3 separate regions of the Sus scrofa genome follow, and regions 2 and 3 are each linked to region 1. Evidence: chromatin contacts called from public Hi-C and HiChIP or PLAC-seq data. All regions are on one chromosome and are shown on one strand. The core of a region is the stretch at or near the end of the contact, and the rest is flanking DNA. Distances in the headings are between cores, read along the strand shown. Region 1 holds the start of AKAP2 (A kinase (PRKA) anchor protein 2). Region 2 overlaps AKAP2 (A kinase (PRKA) anchor protein 2). Region 3 has its middle 73 kb from the start of AKAP2.

What was found. Hi-C and Micro-C count contacts between places; a contact is called where the count stands out from the background. HiChIP or PLAC-seq counts read pairs in DNA pulled down with a chosen protein or histone mark.
Region 2: a contact with region 1 is called in a Hi-C map of skeletal muscle, with 3 times the contacts expected there. The contact joins the enhancer-like site here to the promoter of AKAP2 in region 1. A contact is called at or near these places in 13 of 47 Hi-C or Micro-C datasets (adipocytes, alveolar macrophages, embryonic fibroblasts and 7 more) and 1 of 2 datasets of contacts at active chromatin or transcription factors (skeletal muscle).
Region 3: a contact with region 1 is called in an H3K27ac HiChIP or PLAC-seq map of skeletal muscle. The contact joins the enhancer-like site here to the promoter of AKAP2 in region 1. A contact is called at or near these places in 6 of 47 Hi-C or Micro-C datasets (alveolar macrophages, heart right ventricle, liver and 2 more) and 1 of 2 datasets of contacts at active chromatin or transcription factors (skeletal muscle).

The regions. Positions count from the first base shown.
Region 1 is chr1:251,066,150-251,069,938 of Sscrofa11.1, reverse strand. AKAP2 (A kinase (PRKA) anchor protein 2) reads right to left here and starts at 2,203. Exons shown (of 3, transcript NM_001204181.1): 1 at 2,069-2,203.
Region 2 is chr1:251,162,383-251,166,171 of Sscrofa11.1, reverse strand. The region is part of intron 2 of AKAP2 (A kinase (PRKA) anchor protein 2); the gene reads right to left. Among named protein-coding and RNA genes, the nearest start is that of C1H9orf152, 54 kb to the left of the region's middle. Within about 2 kb of position 1,586, at least 12 of the 83 cell types and tissues checked have an H3K27ac peak or open chromatin away from gene starts, as enhancers often do. A contact at or near this core is called in embryonic fibroblasts and skeletal muscle, where this site is marked.
Region 3 is chr1:250,992,785-250,996,573 of Sscrofa11.1, reverse strand. It overlaps a transcript of AKAP2 not described here. Among named protein-coding and RNA genes, the nearest start is that of AKAP2, 73 kb to the left of the region's middle. Within about 2 kb of position 1,848, at least 29 of the 83 cell types and tissues checked have an H3K27ac peak or open chromatin away from gene starts, as enhancers often do. A contact at or near this core is called in liver and skeletal muscle, where this site is marked.

The DNA of each region.
Region 1 (3,789 bases), core at 954-3,453:
ATCTCACACTAGCATCTCAGCATCCCAGAGATGTCTCTCTCCATTGCCAGAGAAACATCTCGATACTTAACTGAACACTCTGTTAGCTAAGGGATCTGGAGACCTAAGTAGTAGTACTTTCATTTTTCCTGGCTCATGACTAATTTTATTGGTGAAGCTCAGAATGACTGCAGGGCCCACGATGTGCCCACTCAAAGGAGAAGATGCCCTTTAAGCAAAGAGCCTATGGCAAAACTGAGGAGAGAGCTGGATGGGTAACTGTTTAGAAGATGCTCAAGGGCAAGTTTTAATTCTTAAAAGGCTTTATTTAAAGAAACCTAGTAAACTCCTTACTAAATATGCCTCATTTCTAGACATGCCACTCTGAAATTTTATTGATCAAAGTGAAGGAGGCTGCCAGAAGGAGGAGAGTGTTTAGTTAAATTGGGACCATTTCCAGGAAGAAAAGTGTGATGCTTAAATGACCTCTCTTCAGTTAGAACAAAGCCAAGGAAACAAATCGGGGGGGGGGGGGGGGGGATGACAAAGGTGAGTGATGGGTTTGTACTAATTTCTGCCCCTGATAAGATGGAAGGGAGCTTCCTCTGAGAAGCTGTTTGCAGACTCAGAGATATACTATAGAGAGATCTATAGGAGAGACAGAGACACAGGGCGGGGGGAGGAGACAGGGAAGTCTTTTCGAAGACAAATACTTTGGTGGGAGGGTTGGAGGTTCGCCCAAATTAATGGTGCAGCACTTAACTGCTACAGGGAAGAGTGCAAATTTGGCAACGTCTGACCACACAGCCCATCGAAGCCAAACCACTATTGACCCACGCGGGAAACTGGCATTACTGGGTTTAACATCTCTGTAAACGAGTCACTTTCCTCCCAGGCGCCCTCTTTTTGCGGCCTGAGGAGAGATCCCCAAGGCTGGCCATCTCGCATCCATGCACGGAAGCTCAGAAACCAGGTAGCGGGTTCCGCTCCCGTGGGTCCAGCTCCCGCGGGTCCAGCCCGCGGCCTGCCGCCTCCCTCCCCACCACCCACAGCCGCTTTGCCTTCTGCCCTCACCCGCCACCAGCACCACGGCTCCCCCGTCCGTTCCGCCTCCCTCCGCGGACTACCAGGCTGCCGGCTCTCCTGAACTTAATTCAGGCCCCTGTTCTTCACTATGTTTCTCTAGAACTGCTCCGGGCCGCCAGTATCTCCTAGCTCCTATCCCGGGAGGTGCGCCGCCTCGGCGATTACAGAACAGTTTGCCCAGCGCTCACCCACCTCGATCCGCCCCTTCGGCTCTTCACAGTGTCCCCACAAAGGGGCCAAAGAGACAAACCCTCAGGCTTTATCCGGGATAAAACACCAGATCCTAAGAAGTGGGGTCTCAGCCTGAGGCCAAACTTCCAGGCTCAGCTTGGATCCGGATCCCCCTCCTTCCGCGCACAGAACGGCTGCTCCCTCCTTCCTCAGCATCCCCCACCTCCATCCCGATCCCGTTCGGAAGGAGCTCGGGCTGGTCAGGGCAGGGACCCAGCCCTTCTCGGTCCCAATCTCCATGCAGAAGCTCTAGACTTCCAAAAAACGGCCGCAGCGCTGCCACCTAAGGAGTCAAGACCCACGCCTTCATCTCGAACTGGAATGGGTGGCTCCATCCACCGCGGCTCCCGGGTCTGGAAAGGCGGCTACAGCCTTTTGATTTTCTCTGCTTTTCCTCAACAGCCCGGCTCTGTGAGTGTGTGTTGCGGGGGGCGGGGGGAGGAGGGTAATATGCCTAAGTTTATTTTTTAAAGTATATATAAGTGAACAAATACTGATTAAAGGAGCCAAAAGCTGGCCCTCCCCCAAACCTAGGAATTCAAAGCCACATGGCCACATGGCCATAGCCCTTTCCAGCCAGGCCACCCCCTCGCACACGCTCCACTAAGCAAGGGACATAAAAGCCCTTTAAAGTCCACGGTGCTTCCAAGGGCTTCCCAGATCACCAATCCCTCCTGGGCCACCCTTTCCTAGTGTGCGAGGCCCCAACACCAAGAGAGCGCCCCGAGGACTTGGAGTCCGGAGCCGCCCGCGCCCCAGCTTGGACACCCACCTCTGAGCGCCGGATCCCGGGGGCACAGTCCTCGGGCTCTGCTCCAGCGCGGTGCGGCCGCTGCCTCCTCGCTGGGGCGTCCGGGAGACTCCACGCAAAGGCGTTCGGCAGCCCCTGGCTGGGGCGAGCGCATCTGCGGAGAGCTGCTGCCGCGGGGCGTGCTGGAGTGAGCCGAGCGCCGCCCGCCGGCTCCCGGAGCCCGCCCCTTCCCCGCCCCCTTCCCGGCGCCTAGGGCCCCGGTCCGCCCCTCGCCTTTCACATCCCCTCCCCAACCACCCACACCTTCTGTCTGGCTTTGGCGGAATCTGTGCACAAACGTAGAAACCAAGAAATGAGTGAATGGATAGACTGGAGGAATGGAGGGATGGGCACGTGCAGCCGAGCGTTTCCTAACTGGGGAGAAGGCTCTGTGCCTGGGTGTATGAACGCGCGTTAGCACACGGGTGGGCGTGTCGGCTTGTGTGCAGGGGATCGTGTGTGTTGGTGTATACATACGTGCATACGAGTGTACAGGAAAGTGTGTGGGTGCGTGTGAGCCCGCACATCGCCACAACTGCTGAGTTCCCATACGAGGGGTCGAGCTCCTCGTCTCTTACCCAGCACCACGACTATGTCCGGGTAAGCGGAACCGCTGGGAGCGGTTGGGAGGTGCGTTTCTGCGACCCGGAGGGCGGTTCAGTGTGTTTTGGACCTCGCCCTGATGGGGTCCAGAGACTAAGGTGTGGACAGGGAGGTTTCCCAGCTCGTTGACTGGCCAGAGCTGTCATGATGCCCTCCCTAATGTGGCAGCCGGTGGCCTGGTGTCGGGGCGTGCGTGTTAACAAAGCCAGCGATGGGGAAGGAGGCAGCTGTTACACCTCGTGGGGCTCAGTCGAGGGGGTGGCCAGCCACCCCCCACTCCGGAGACGTCTGAAATTTCAGCATGTAATCCCCTCCCCCTCATGAATATTTAAATAATGTTAATGACCCTTTGAAAACGGACCATCTAGAAATTCTGAGAGAGGACACACACACAGAAACACCCCGCCCAGAAAACAGGATTTTAAAAAGCAAGGCGTTCTCTACAGAGGAAATAGAATATAAATATAGCATAAAGTCAGATGTCTCCAACTGTCCACTAGGCATGACCGGTGTTTCCATTTTCCCGGTGATTCTCTCTCTCCAGCTCTGAAAGTCAGAGCCCCTTACTCTCCTTCCAATTTCCGACCTCTGGCCTGCTTTTTTCTGAACCAGTGGCCCAAACACGGGGTTCCTCTTCTGAGCGTCAAAGTCACCTGCCAGGGTTTGGTTCTTTTTTTCCTCATCCACAAAGGTCCTTGATTCCCCATACAAGAAATGATAACATGGGGAACTGCCCAGGAAGCCTGTCCAGCTAACGACCTTAAAAATAGCAGCCTCCCAAGAAAAGGCTTATTTCCCATCTGGAGGTTTATTCACACCTTTACTCTAGGGAGGTGGGGGCAGGGGATAAGGGCTACAATGGAGACAACAGCTGTTCTCTTCAGGGTTCCTGCAAGTCTATAGGCTTCTTTTTCTCAGCGTTTAGGAACTGGTTCACCAGCCTTTTTGCATGTTTGTCTCTTACACTACTGAATTTCAATAGAATTTACTGACCAGTGGCCCTAGATTACAGAGTTTCGGCCTCCATCAATTTCCTTCCTCCCTTCCCCCTCTTTCTTTTGCTCCTCATGTCACTGGCTTAAGGAGTTAAATATGTGAGT
Region 2 (3,789 bases), core at 337-2,836, 97 kb before region 1:
CACCAGAAAGAAGTGAGCTCAGACTTGCGTTTTGAATTCCATTTCCTCCCTGTACAAGGGAATATCCTGCCTGTGGGAGCCGGAGTCCATGGGCTTGTGTGGTTCCAGCTGTGACCCACACACCAAGAGCTGGTCCCTGGTCCTTTCATCTCCTCCTTTGAAGGCCCCAGGGGTGGGGGAATGCGATGATATGAATCTTTGGATTATAAGCCCAGTTCACAAATGAGAAATATCCTGCCTGGTGAAATGGGTCTGAGAAACTTGCAAAAATTATTACTTTAAGGTAAGGAGGGATATTGAATGGATTGTTGATATTGGACCATTCGTCTGAATGAAACTAGGAAATGAAAACTGGAGAAGGAAAGAGTTTTGCTTCTCTAAGAGAAGCATAGTTTAAGAAGAAAAACTTAATTAAACAATAAGAATGAAAATCACAGTAAGCAGCAATTCCCCCAGCAAGATCTTTGGGTTAAACACATTTCTAGCAATATGGTGGGCTTGACTCTACAAAGATGATCACCCCTCCCAAAGACAGAAAACATTTTCATGGTCATTTCTAATTTTATTGTCACCCAATAGGCTTCATAACAGCCTTTGTTTTTTAGAATCACAGCTGACTATTGTAAGCTAATTCTTGAACTCAAGATTTTGTAAGAGGAAACTTTAATTCTGAGAAAGTAACTATAAAAAAAATCTCAACTAGGGCTAGAAAGCAACTTTATAAAGCATGTTGTGCCATGTATGTCATGTATGTAGCTGCCAAAGAATAACTCATAAGTAACTCTGCTAAGGTTTTCTAGGTCTTAAAACATAACAATAACTGCAATCTCAAAAACAATAACTCTTATTGGAAGCCTTTTGTGCACCAAACATTGACGGTACTAACTTATTGATGAGGTTGGTACTGTTTTATTCCAATTTTACTGATGAGGAAACTGAGGTTTAGGGAGGTGAAGAAAGCTGGTCATACAGCTAACGAGGAGTCGAATCAGGATTGGAACTTAAGATGGGAATCCAGAGAAATGACTGTCGTGTTTCAGCACATAATAATCCTTGACCAGTTTCTTCACAAATGGTATGAATTTATATTTGAACAATGAAAATAAAAGACAGACTGAGAATACCTGTGATGTCAAGATGCATACCACTTTGGGGGAACAGCTTTGATGTTTACGTTCAAGGTCATGAGAAAGGAAGTACCATTGCATAGAACATGAATGTATTCTCTGGTGTTCTAATGGCCTGTCCTGCACACTCTTCCCACCACCGCCCCCACCCTCCACCCCTGAAGGAGTCAGGAGCTTATTCACAGAGAGGAAATGGATCTGAAATCCCAATCTCCCTAGGGAAGCACGCGGCAAGTCACCACGGTTAGTAAGAAACTGTCATATCCTGCCCTAAACTCCAGTAGTCACAGGGGCCTTCCTGCTCCCAGGCCTGGCTTAGATTAGCTCAATTTCTTTCCAGATACAGAGGAGGAATCTTTCAAGAATTAGGTCCTCTGATTCATCTTTTTGTTCTCAGATCAAGACTGCATCTTTCTTTGCATGTGGCTGAGTCAGATTGTTTTGGAAGCAATTCCCCTAACGTGGAGCATGGAGTAGCCAGGCATGAGTAAAGGGTATGGAACAAGGCCACCACATGGTGTGGCCGACACCCTGGGTCTACCAGAAGGCCCAGCACAATCAGCAGTGCTGGCAGAACCTGTCAGAGAAGGGAATGGCCAGAAGTGTAGTTCTTCTCCACAGTTCTCTGACCCAGAAGCCATGACCATGGGCTTGTCACAGAAGGAGACCAGAGTCTATATCGTCTCAAGAGTGAGGCTGATGGATTTAACCAAGGCAGCTGCCCTTTCCAAACCACTGAAGGGAATGTCCAAAAAGAACTTTGAGAAGTCTTGATCTCATTGCACACTTTTGCCCAAAATGCCAAATGCTACTTCAACCTAACCTTTTCTCACCAATTCTTCCCAAATGGTATGCATTTTTTTTTAAATGAATTTATTTCCTGGGTTCAGATAAATAAAAATACATGGAGTTTCTGGTCCAAGGCAAAAGGAATGACTTTAAAGAGCAAAAAGAGAACAGCACAGCATACTCATGGTATTCAATGACCACCAGATAACTAACTTGGCCAGCTTTGGCCCCACCCCACCAAATGTGTTGAGGTCACAGAGTGAATGCTTATCCTGGCTCATTCCGCAAATTAAGAAATGGATTCTTGGAGTTCCCATTGTGGCTCAGTGGGTTAAGAATCTGCTGTTGTCATTGCTATAGTGTAGGTTTGGTCCTTGGCCCAGGAACTGACATGTGCCATGGATGTGGCCCAAAAAAATGGACTTTGAAGTCAAATGAGCCTGAGCTTGAAGCTGGCTCTCCCACTTCCTGGCTGGGTGACCTTGGGAAAATGACCTAATAATGTCTCTGGGGTCTGGTATTAAAAAGGGAATAATACAGGATCTGGATCCCTTAGGCACCATTCCGAAATCTCAGAAAAGCTCTGAAAACGAAGTTTTACCATAACTTATGTAGCAGCACAACCTGACATGAGCTGGAATGAGGCTCTTCTTGGTCTTTATCATCCCGCTTACCAGAACTAATCCTTCCTAGGTTTCACAGCAGAAATTGAATTTGATGCCAGATGCTCTGTCCCAGATCCCACTGGGTGTGTTAAGCAATAGTACATGCATTGCATTGCTTTTCTAAATAATTGTGTATACACTTGACGGCCTTTCTAAAATCAGAAAGATAATCTGGTCTCAAGAGTTTGGATAATTTGGATTCTATTTTAGGGGGCTACTGGGAGGATTAAATGAGGAAATGAGAAATGAGGAAAATGTGTGCGAACTGACTAGAAGAGCACTCAGCTTTAAGGGCTTGGTAAGTCGCAGCTACCAGGACTAGCCTTGTGTCACCAGAGAATGTTCAGGAACACCAAAAGAAAAATAACCATCTGTAGGATATTCCACATTTGGCTCTAGAACCATCACACAACTAGCTGGACCCATAGGAGCTGCACGATTTACACCTACCAGAGTTCTCATTGTGGCTCAGTGGGTTAAGAACCTGACTAGCATCCATGAGGACACGTGTTTGATCCCTGGCCTCGCTCATTGGGTTAAGGATCTGGTGTTGCCATGAGCTGTGGTGTAGGTCATGGATGCGGCCTGGATCTGATGTGGCTGTGGTTGGGATGTAGGCCGGCAGCTACAGCTTCAATTTAACCCCTAGTTTTGGAACTTGCATATGTCACAGGTGTGGCCCTAAAAAGATTTAAAAAAAAAAAAATTGTACCTGGCCACCAGGAAAGGAAAATACTGTACACTACTGAAGGAGAGCCCTCTCTTACCTGGGCCTGGGAGAGAATCCTTCCATTAGTTACCCACAAAAGGTCTTCTACTGTGGAACAGTGAGGGCCTCTCAAGTGACATTTGGCCTCCTCCCGCTTTAGTTTAGCATGGAGTAAAGCCAACAAGCTCTGCAGTGTGAATATTGTGCTGACATAAATATTTTTTTCTCTCTAGGACTTTTTTTTGTGGTATTGGAAGATAATGAAAGGGAAAAAAACAAGACACAATCAATAAGCTTTACAGTAACATAATGATCACTTCATGTGCCATTGGGGCAGGGGGCAGTGCCCATGGCATGCAGAAATTCCTGGGCCAGGGATCAAATCTGCACCACAGCAATGACAGCACTGGATCCTTACTCCACTGAGCCACCAGAGACTCACTTCGCATGCCATCTCAATTCAAACTGACAACAGAAGAAACCTCTTGGAAATCTAATT
Region 3 (3,789 bases), core at 599-3,098, 73 kb after region 1:
ATCAACACTAATACAAAAAATTTTAAAAAGATCTTTTGCAAAAGCAGAAATTCATGAAAGAAATTAAGCTAGATCTGGGCAGGATGGGGGTGGGTACTTTCCTTCAGGAGCTGGAACCAGAGGAGAGGTGGGTTCAGCCCCAGCTGGGGAGGGAAGAAAGACGCAGGAGAGGTTATGGATATTGGGTGCAGGCAGGAAGGCTGGATGCCAAGTCCAAGGGCTCCCAGCCTCTGCCAAGGTTCTCGTCCCTCGGTGTGGCCTGGAAGCCATGCAGACTTTAGTCCCCAAGGGACCATGAGGGCCAGGGTAACAGACAAAAGTGAGGGGCAGGGATGGTGGGCCTACCCCCTGGTAAGCATGGCACCTTCACAGGAGACTGGGTCCAGGGGACTCCCAAGAATGCCTGGGACTGAATACCTGCCAGGCCAGCAGGCCTGCAGCTCAGAGTCGACCAGAATTTGATTTAAAGAAAATAGGTGTTATTTCTTGCCCATGAGTTTTCGGACCCAGCTTTCTACCTGCTACCCTTTGGGAGTGAATTTAGGAGTTGCAATAAGTGAGAAAGATGCTGGAAGATTAGGACGGTGGAGGCGGCGGTGGGGGGAGGTTAGGCAAGAGCAGGCTCGGGGTCCCAGGCATGAGAAAGCAGAAGCTGTGGAGGGAGCCACAAACTGTCCACTTTGGCCCAGACCACAGGGGTGGAGCTGCCCAGCCTTTGCACATGCTGGCCCTACTGCCTGGAATGTTCTTGGCATGGCTACCCTTCCAGTTTTTCAGGTGTTAGCTGAGAGGTCCCATCTAGACAGAACTTTTCTGGGAGAAGGGTGTGTGTGTGTGTGTACATGTGTACACATGTATGTTAGACCTGTGCACATAGTGTGGTCTGTGTACATGTGTGTGGTGTGTGTAGGGGTTGCAGGGAAGAACTGACGGCTCACAGGGCCTTGCAGTCTGCAACCCCACCACTGCTCAGCTGCTTTTATGTCACTATTTTCTCTTAGCCCCTCATTCCCTAAGGGTCCTTCTGGCTGTGTCCAGCTCCAGAGTTTTGTAGCCAGGACAGGAATTGGGTTGAAGGTCACTCCCTGAAAATCTGGGCCTCCTGTTCTGTCATGAGGAAATCCTGAGATTCTTTTTTTTTTAAGGGCCATTCCCACAGCATACGGAGTTTCAACAGGCTAGGGGTCTAATCAGAGCTACAGATGCCAGCCTACACCACAGCCACAGCCACACAGGATCTGAGCCACAGCTGCGACCTACACCACAGCTCATAGCAGTGACCCCCTGAATGAGGCCAGGGATCAAACCCAAAACCTCACGGTTCCTAGTCAGATTTGTTTCCATTGCACCACAACCGGAACTCTGAAATCCTGAGATTCTCCACGTGAAGACAGAAGGCCGGCCACAGAGAGCCTTTCCTTCTGGGTGTTTGAAAGTGAAACGCAGCTGCCCAGGCAGCCCCAGAATATCACATCTGCATACCCGGCGGGGAGGGCCCTCCCCAGTGCCTCGGCACCAGCCCCGAGTGGCTTCACGTGAAGCCCCCAGATTTGGGGGGGTGGGAGTGGAGCTAGGTGTGAGGGGTAGATGCTGAAGGCCAGATGCAGGATTGGAGGCTCCTCTTTCAGACACCTGTGTTGCCCACTCCAGCCAGGGCACCATCACACCTGCCAGGCTGGCAGAAAGACAAACATCTGTCTTGGCAGGGTCCTGCCCATTTCCTGTTTGCTGATCTGGCTAGAAATCCCCAGAGAAAATCTTTTCCTCAGAGGTTCAGTCCCTTTGGCTCTGCTGAGCCTATAAACAGGAAGTGGACTGAGCTGCTTAGACAGGAGATAGCGTAAGGATCAAAATAGCCACTGTTGATCTTTGTTTTCTCCCGAGAGTCCAGTTTCAGTTTCCATTTAGTGGAAGTCCAGAGGGAGGTTTCCCAGTCAATCCAGGCCCCTGGCCCTGAGGGCACCCAAAGCTGCAGCACAGACCACACCCCTAGGACTACGATTCTCTGAGCACACACAGGAGTCCCTCTCCCCTTGGGAGCTGTGCTCAAACCAGTCCTGGAGTTCAAATCATGGCTCAGCACTAACGAACCTGACTAGTACCCATGAGGATGTGGGGTCAATCCTTGGCCTCATTCAGTGGGTTAAGGATCCCGCATTGCCGTGAGCTGTGGTGTAGGTCGCAGATGCAGCTCAGATCCTGCACTGCTGTGGCTGTCCTATAGGCTGGCAGCTGCAGCTCCAATTTGATCCCTAGCCGGGGAACTTCCATATGCTGCGGGTGCGGCCCTAAGAAGCCAAATAAATAAAAAGAAAAAGGCGATCCAGAATTCGAGACCCCAGAGCTTCAGTCCTAACTCCTTCCGCATTGACTCATTCATTCATTCATTCAATAAATATCTACGGGTCCTCTTTGGGTATCAAACATAGTGCTGAACCACTGCAGCGAAAAGGGCGAAGTCCCCGCTTTCAGAAAACTCATCATCTAGGGCTGGAGATGAGACCCACATGTCCATACGCCCACTGCCTGCTAGGGAAAGAGGCCCACGTGACCACAAAACACCTCAAACCCACAGATTTAAACACAACCGTGTCAGCTTTCCCTGGGACCTCATTCTCAGCTTTCTGGTCTTGCCAGAACTTCCTTAAGCACGTCCCTGTGGGGGTTTTAAGACATGTCTGCAAATCCTTTGTCATTTTTCCCTTCAAGACACAGAGCCTAACTGCCTCTTCTGCATATCGACTAGCTCACTTTTTTTTTTTTTTTTTTTCCTCTCATTTGGCCGCATATGGAGCTCCTGGGCCAAGGATCAGATCCCAGCTGCAGTTGCAACTTATGCTGCAGCTGCAGTAACACCGGATTTTTAAGCCACTGTGCCAGGCCAGGGATCCTACCTGTGTCCTGGCCATGCAGAGATGCCGCCAATCCCTTTTCACCACAATGCAAACCCCTCTATCATATTTTAATGTTGAGACATTCAGTCATTTGGCGCAATCACTCAAAACAGATCTTGGTCACCTGCACCTGTCACAGATCAGTGATGACCACGTGTTCCTTTATCTGATGTGAGATGTGCCTATTCCTTCCCCGGATCTCTTGTTCAACAACAAACAACAATCACTGAATCGGCAGGCACTTTGCTAGGCTCTTTCCTGTACGGGATCTCATTTCCCTTTCAGGTCTCCAGAGAAGAGAAACTTTTTAGAAGACACAGAAGCAAGAGGCTCACAATCAAATGATGTGCATGGGAGCTCCCTGGCCGGTAAGCAGCAGAATTGGGATTGCATCCTGTGTTTTAAATCGAAGACCAGTGCAGCCCTCAGGGACACAGTTTCTTTTTGTTCAAAAGTACATACTGGGTCACTTATTTTTTTCATTTCTGTTTTGTGGACCCTTTAAGATCTAATCCCTTAGCAACTTTCAGGTCTATAACTACACTTGGATTGTAAACTATATCTATACAAAATATTTAAGTATCATTAATTCTAATCACCTGCTACACTACTTGCTTCTAACAAACAGAAGGTGGCTGAAGTGGAGTTTCTGTTGTGGTTTAGCAGGTTAAGAGCCTGACTAGTATCCATAAGGATGCAGGTTTGATTCCCTGGCCTTGCTCAGTGGCTTAAGGATCTGGCATTGCCGTGGGCTGTGGTATAGGTCACAGACATGGCTGGGATCCCTTGTGGCCGTGGCTGTGGCCGTGACCATCAGCTACAGCTCCAATCGACCCCTAGCATGGGAACCTCTATAGGCCTCAGATGCAGCCATAAAAAGCCAAAAAAAAAAAAG